Regions from separate parts of the Capsicum annuum genome. Here region 1 is linked to region 2. The links are chromatin contacts, called in public Hi-C maps. All regions are on one chromosome and are shown on one strand. Each heading gives the region's core, a stretch centred on a gene start, on an enhancer-like site or on the middle of the called end of the contact. The rest is flanking DNA. Distances are from core to core; before and after follow the strand shown.

Evidence for each region. A called contact is a pair of places that touch in the nucleus more often than the background predicts.
Region 1: a contact with region 2 is called in a Hi-C map of leaf, with 4 times the contacts expected there. The contact joins the promoter of LOC107870732 here to the promoter of LOC107870730 in region 2. A contact is called at or near these places in 2 of 5 Hi-C or Micro-C datasets (leaf and placenta).

Annotation. Positions count from the first base shown.
Region 1 is chr5:100,580,814-100,584,713 of UCD10Xv1.1, forward strand. LOC107870732 reads left to right here and starts at 2,190. Exons shown (of 1, transcript XM_016717340.2): 1 at 2,190-3,239. The coding sequence starts at 2,685. The coding sequence ends at 3,050.
Region 2 is chr5:100,317,478-100,321,046 of UCD10Xv1.1, forward strand. It overlaps LOC107870730 (PHD finger protein ALFIN-LIKE 4), which reads right to left and starts at 1,310. Exons shown (of 5, transcript XM_016717338.2): 1 at 1,055-1,310; 2 at 780-812. The coding sequence starts at 1,151.

The sequences.
Region 1 (3,900 bases), core at 940-3,439, 260 kb after region 2:
TAGGTAGAAGTACGGGGTATTACAAAGAATATGCACATGCAACATATATATAAAACTAAGCTAAAATTTGTATCTTCAGTTAATAAACATATATCTAGAAGTAGAACATGTACAAATACAAAAATTTACAAATCTTTGATAGGATGTCCCTCGTTGTCACTTCAACAGCTTTTCGTTTCAAAGCACCACCTTTTCACCTCGAAGTGCCAGAATCTTTTTTCTTGGCATCATCTATTCCCTTTTTGTTTGATTTTGCTGCCATCTTTTTTCGCAACTTCTTCATCTTTATTGGATCATTTTGGTATCTATTTTCATGAAAATCTTCAGAGACATTTTCAAAAACACTGAGAATAAAATTAACAACATCTTCATTTATTTAGATATTGTTTATTTGAAAATTTTTTAGACTAAAAGAAGGCAAAAAATCTAGATCCATTGTAAAAATTGATATTGTAACAAAAAATTGAATTGATGAAGGTTCAATTTCTTCAGAAGTATAATTTTTAAACACAAACTTAACAAACTAAGTTAGACAAAAAATGAAGAGGGAAACTATCATTTTGCAGTTGTTCAACTCTGATAAGATTTTAATGTCGATAAAATTGGGGAGACCGACTAAATTTCAAAATACCACATATTGTGAAGTAACTGTAGTTACTTGAATGGCGTCATTGTTGGTGCAGTTGCCGCTTCATAAGATTGTAACCGTGAAAATAGAGATTGCAAAGGATGTATCGGGTGGTTGTAAAGAAACGAGAAGAAAAAAAGAATTTTAATAATTTTAAAATATGAAAGAAATTTTATGTAGTTTAGTAAACTTAAATTGTGCTTAATTATTCCTTATCTTTGTTGTGTATATATTGTTGGTTTTTAATAAACTAGCTTATTAGGCCTCCTTTAGGTTTTTTAAAAATAAAAATAAAATTGCAAAAATATGAAAGGTGCCTTGTTAACTTTGTACAAAGACGTGTAAAATATTTTTTTTTTGTTTAAACCAACCGATGTCCGGTACCTATTTTTTAGGAGTCTGACTATATCCAGATTTGCACCGCATCGGGCCCTATTTAGGAGGGAGAGCTCCCAACAGAGTGTTTGTCCATATCCAGGGTCGAACCCTCGACCTCTGGGTAGGTTGGGGCAGCCTCTTTCCGCTGCGCCACCACTGCTGTGGTACGTGTAAAATATTTACAACATCAACAACTCAATATTTCCCTTCTTCCCTTCATTTTTGATTCATCTAAAGCTAATTGTTTTTCTCAATCTCACACACATAACAAATTAGAACTATACACATAAATATCATTAATCAAAGGGAAGACTCAAATATGTCATTGAACTATTAGAAATGACTCATTTATGTCATATGTTATAAATTTTACTCATCTTTGTCATTGATGTTACAGAAAGATTCATTTGTGTCGATATTTTTTAACAGTAATTTTGTAAAACCATCTTCTCCATGCGACCTCTTATTAGAGTTCCACATCACCAAATACAAATTAAGCAATATCACTTGAAATTAAAATAAAAATTTAGATCCATTAAAATAAAATTCAACACAATTAATGGGCTTAATTTTTGTTTTTAATGAGTCCGATTATTATTTTTAGGAGTCATATTTTTATTTTAATGATATGGATTGAATTTTATTTTAATGGGTCAGATTATTAATTTTAATTTTAAGCAATATTGGTTGATTTGAATTTCGTAAAGTGGATCTCTAATAAGAGGTCACATGGCAAAAATAGTTTTGCAAACCACTGTTAAAAGATAAGATGAGTCAAACGTATATAACGGATGATATTGATGAGTCATTTCTAATAGTTTGATCACATATTTGAGCCTTTTTCCTCAATTAATTATGAATGAGTTCTAAAGAACACCCGAGATATTTACATCTTTTGTACATTGTATGACAAAGAGGACGTAATTAGTTGAGGAAAAAATACTTGAATTTGAACTTTTCGTTTTTATTTTACAAAAAAATAACAAATTATGTGGGGCAGATTGAAAATATCAAATTCTACTATGCGGGGTGGGTTAAAGTATCTATGCGGGTTTACGCGAGTTTGCACCCCATCCTTTGTCATCCCTAATTCTAGTACGTCTGTAGACTGCAAAAATTACTGTATGAATTGCAGCAAGCCTTAAGATACTAATTTGCGAAGTTATCAGATTGCTTGAAGGAGTATGATAGTTCCATGCAATCCTACTCTGATTATTTATTATTTACATATATGCTTTTCATATAGAATTTATGTAATATTTATATATAAAATTGTGAATGAAATTCATGAGCGAGAGTTTGAAGCATAGTTTTGTATACGTTTTGAAAAAAAATACCTTATATTATATGTTTGGGTTATGTAAACAGAGAAATATTCGATAATTATGAATCTTATCTTCCAATCTAATAACCTCCGCCGATTAGGGTTCACTCAGCTGACGTGAACATAAAATTATGAAGTTTAATAGGAATTTCAGATAACCCTATCCATCATAGCCAACAATTATGAGCCACATAGGCAGATGAAGTTTTAGGCAACAAATATGATCCATTTTGCACCTCTCGTAGAGAAGCATTTCTCTATCCTCTCAATCTTTGATAATCTTTCTCCTTTCAAAACCACTCCTTACCAAAACCATAACCCTCATTCAACACAGACCTAACAGACAGGAAAATTATGGCTTCTACTTGTGCAGTTTCCATGGCAATGCCACTGACTTACACAAGTCAGAAGAGACGGCCAAGTGTTGAGGCTTTCTTGAAGCCATTGCCGGTAATAAGGCCCTCAAAGACTACTGCAGCATCGAAACCAGTAGCAAAGTTTCAAGTCAAGGCTTCGCTTAAGGAGAAAGCTTTGACAGGATTGACAGCAGCTGCACTGACTGCTTCCATGGTCATCCCCGACGTAGCCGAAGCAGCTGATGGCGTTTCACCATCCCTCAAGAACTTCTTGCTCAGCATCTCTGCAGGTGGAGTTGTGCTTGCTGCAATTGTTGGTGCTGTAATTGGCGTTTCCAATTTTGATCCTGTCAAGCGGACTTGAGAAGCATTTTCTGATATATTTCTACTATGTTTCTAGTGAAGATCAATAAAGTGTTTACATAGCCAATCAATTATTAGCTCAGATTTTGCCGGCGATGTGACATATTTATCTTATGAAATTCACTATGTCCTCTTGTTTTTGCTTTCGATTTGCTTATTAGAACCTTCAATCTGGAATTTTCTTTGCCAACTTTTTGATTATTGTACATGAAATGGGTGGTCATAGCGGCTGTGTTTCAAGGGAAAGAAGAAGAGAGAGAATAGTCAACCATAGTTAAAATTACTTACTAAGTAAAATATTTTGGTCCATTGATTTTGTGAAGGGACTTATGTAAGACAAAGCGCAACTGGAGGAAATGGAGAGATTCATTACCTGGGTCTGGAGAGGAGCCTCGTCCGAGAACCTATCAAAGGAAACACGTAACTAGCATTTGGAGTTTTTGACCTAATACATCCTTACTATTTTACCACAACTTTCATTACATCCTTATAATATCCAATTAACTAAGAACATGCTTAAGTTTCTAAAAAGTGATCAAAAACATCCTTCCGTCAACTTTTCCATCTTCTCCAACGAATCTTTTTTCTCACATTCACTTATCTCTCTGTTTCTCAAAAGAATTCCCCAGGCTCTTCAAAGGAAAAGAAAGAGCTTTACATGGCCAGAAAACTAAATGATGTTTTGAAAAATACCTTCTCCAAAATTAAAAAAAAAGCATCTCTTTCAGTCGTAACTCGTTGATTTGTAAATGACACCGTTGCTGAAATCAGTGTCCTTTCTTAACCACGAGTATAACGCTATATACTTTAGTGTGGCTTATTCTACTGGAATAAGAACTATATTTGCTGAA
Region 2 (3,569 bases), core at 60-2,559:
ACACGTCCTCTTTCAGATTTGCTGATGCAGATAACACCCTTCCAATCAAAGAAAAATGTTTTTTTTTTTCCAAATTGTAACAGAAGGAGCAGGAAAGATCAAAGACCCAATTGGGCATCCATCTTTTCCCTAGGGGGCATCAAATAAAAAGGTTTAATTCAGTGAAATCACTGCAAGACGAAAAAGGAAATAGAAAATAAAAGAGCAGTCCAGTGCACAAAGCATCCCACTGCACCCCAAAGGATATGACATAGATAGCCTACCCTAATGCAAGCATGGTTGCTTCTACTGCTCAAAATGGTGACCTATAACTCACACGGCGACAACTTTACCGTTGCTCCAAAGCTCCCCTTCAAATAGCTAGTCAGTACAATGTGTCTACAAATAGAGTCCATCCAATAAATGAACAACTTCAATTTAGAACTCATGAAAACATAAGAGCAACTACATAAACAAGCCAGCAAAACGAAAAAAGGAGGTTAAACAACAATAATGCAGTGAGATTTAGAAGCAGAAAATTAGCAAATTAATTTCTTGATAATAGGAATCAGAAACACGAAGCAAGTGTGAGCGGACGAATCCATTGCAAGTTTATAAAGTTCAATATCTTCTCAAAGACTATATTTATATTATTACTCCATAACTAAGAGGGCACCCATTACCACAAAGACACCTGACGCATCAATTAAAATTGGACCTTTTTCTGATCAAAAACAGTACCAAATAAATAATGCATATTCTATTTAAAACGCGCTAGACCGTAAAGATCCCTAACTCACCAGGGTCACACTGCTGATAAAATTCCTCAACATCTGCAAGAGAATGGCCAAATTAAACCTCTGAAGTATCACAGCGTACAATAATACAACACTATAAAACTCAAATAATTAAAAATAAAAAACACAAAACCGAAAGAACAAATCGAACTCTCCAAACCCAGAAAAAGAAGAATTTTTTATCTCATAATTTTGGGAAAAAATATTTTACTAGGATATACATGCAATTGGTAGATAAGGGAATGCGTCGGCGCGTGAGAGAAAGAGAGAGAGTATACCAGTGGTAAGGGCTTTGATCAACCCGGCACGACGGCCTTTTAAGTCTCCAAAAACTTCCTCGACAGTGCGGGGATTATACTGTGCACCTCCTTCCATGCCCGAATTTTGTGCACTCTCTCGAAAAATTCTCGAAAACTGCTTTTTCTTCTGCCTCTACTCCACTTTTTTCAACGACTTTTTGGGTAACCAAAAGAATACGGAAAAGTAATGCCGTTCGTCTGTGGGAAATGATGTAAACATGTACTTATATTATATTCACCATTTGGTCCTAATTAGGGCATGGTAGTATTTGAAATTTCCATACATAATTTTGGTATTTAATTTTTAAAAGTATTATATTACTATTATAATATGCGATATAATAGTGGTATAAACTGCATACATTCTATCCTCCACAGATCTTATTATATGGAAATATACTGGGTTTATTGTTGTTGATTATTTTAATTTGATATGACTCAGTATTTTGATATTTTATTTTAATATATTGCGATATAGTAATCGGTAATTATAATTTTTTCAACTTCGATAATATATACTCATATAATAAAATATTATTATTTTAAGATTTCAAAAACACATCTCAATTATTTCATAAATACACATTACATATGAAGAAATATTCAAAAAAAAAAAAAATACAAATAACTCCCTTTGTTAGTCAGTTACATAAAAAAATATTACAATCAAGATAGAGTAACGAAAGTTTCAATGTCTAAATATTTTTATAATAATACTAAGTAGTATATTTCGGTATGATAATTCGTTATATACCATACAATGCCCACTCCTACCTATAATGTTTGTTATATTCACCTTTTAACTCTATAATATTTTTTACATCCATCTTCCATCTTCAAAATATTCTTTATTTAACAACCTTAATATTAGATAATAATAAAAATAAATCGTTAATGATATATCAATTTCTCATTAATCCATAATTAATTAATTTAAAGATTAAAAATCCACACCCATCTCATTCTTTGCTTAACTCGCCTTATTTTTTAACCACATATTATGTTAAAATAATAAACTGAACTCCACAAAACAAGAGCTGAAAATAATGAAATCAAATTGCTACAAACTTAAGTCAATCGCAAATTCTAATATTACTGCAGAGATAATTACTGCAGGTATGAATGAAGTAGCTATGAAATTGAGGGAATAGATTTTTAATTTCGATTAGACAGTATCTTTAGTTTAGTCATTGTTATTGGCATAGCTAGTGCGGCTATGAACAAACAGCAACAGAAACATCGAAAATACTGAGAGAATAGAACCCTCAAGATAATTGGGGTGGATCGGGTAATAGGTTAATGAATGGGATGGATGTGGAGTTTTAATTTTTTTTAAAATTAATTAAATAAGAATCAATAAAAAGTTGACACATCATTAATAATTCTTTTTATTTAATATTGAAGTTGCGAAATAAAGGACATTTTAGAACACAAAGGTAAAGGTGAATGTTAAGAGCATTACAGAGTCAAAAGGTGAATAAAAAACATTTTATACCATTTCTAATAGATGAGAAGCCCTTTTCTGCAAAAGAATATATGCAAGTATTAATTAAAATGACAGGGGCACTTTGAAAAATTTAATGCACTTTAAGGGCAATTTCGATTGGTGATACAAAATGAATCTTTTCATTTTTTTCAAGTAAGAAAAGGGAAAAGACATCATTTTCATCCTAAACTATACCCGAAAAGTTGAAGATTAATTTAAACTACTCGAGTGATCTATCATATACCTATACTATATAAAAGTGAATTTATTTACTCCTAGCGATACTCATGCTCAGATGCTTTGCTTAGACTCAAAAAAGGTGTGTTCAACCTTTTAAATTTTTTTAAAAAGGTAGAAAATATTTTAAAATTATTAAATAATCGATCCAACAGATATAATCTCTAAAAATCTCCATTTAAGTCTATCTGGGGTTCCCAATTGAAGAACCCTAATTCTCAAATTATAAATTCGTCATCGAAAATTGAAATTCAAACTCGTTTTTTTTTTGAAGAATTAATAAGTAAATTCTTTTACTCGCTTGATTTTTTACATATTGTGAGAAAGTATTTTTTTTCTTTCCTCAAGTTTTTCTTCAAATTGAGATTAATTTTTTCACGATTAAGCAGTCGTATTATTTTTGTTAATTAAGTTACTTTAATGGCTAAGATAAGCTTGAGTAGACTTTGTAAGCAAGAAGAAAATCATGAATTGGAAGAGGTTCGATGCAAACATGGACATCTTTTTGCCTTTGATGACTTCATGGACCTCGAGAAATTCGGGTAAAGGATACTGGAGTTGTTACTATGGGGTAAGTAATTTTTTATTCAAATAGTGATCTTGACTAGTCTATACGAATTTAATTATTGTCAGTTTAGAATGCTAAATTATGCTATTTCTAGCTTTGGAAGGATGATTATATTGATTCAAGTTCCAAATTTGTTATTTCTAAACTATTGAAAAGAATTGGGGAGCTTGATGAAAGAGTTGAATCTTCTATAAAATGTGCAA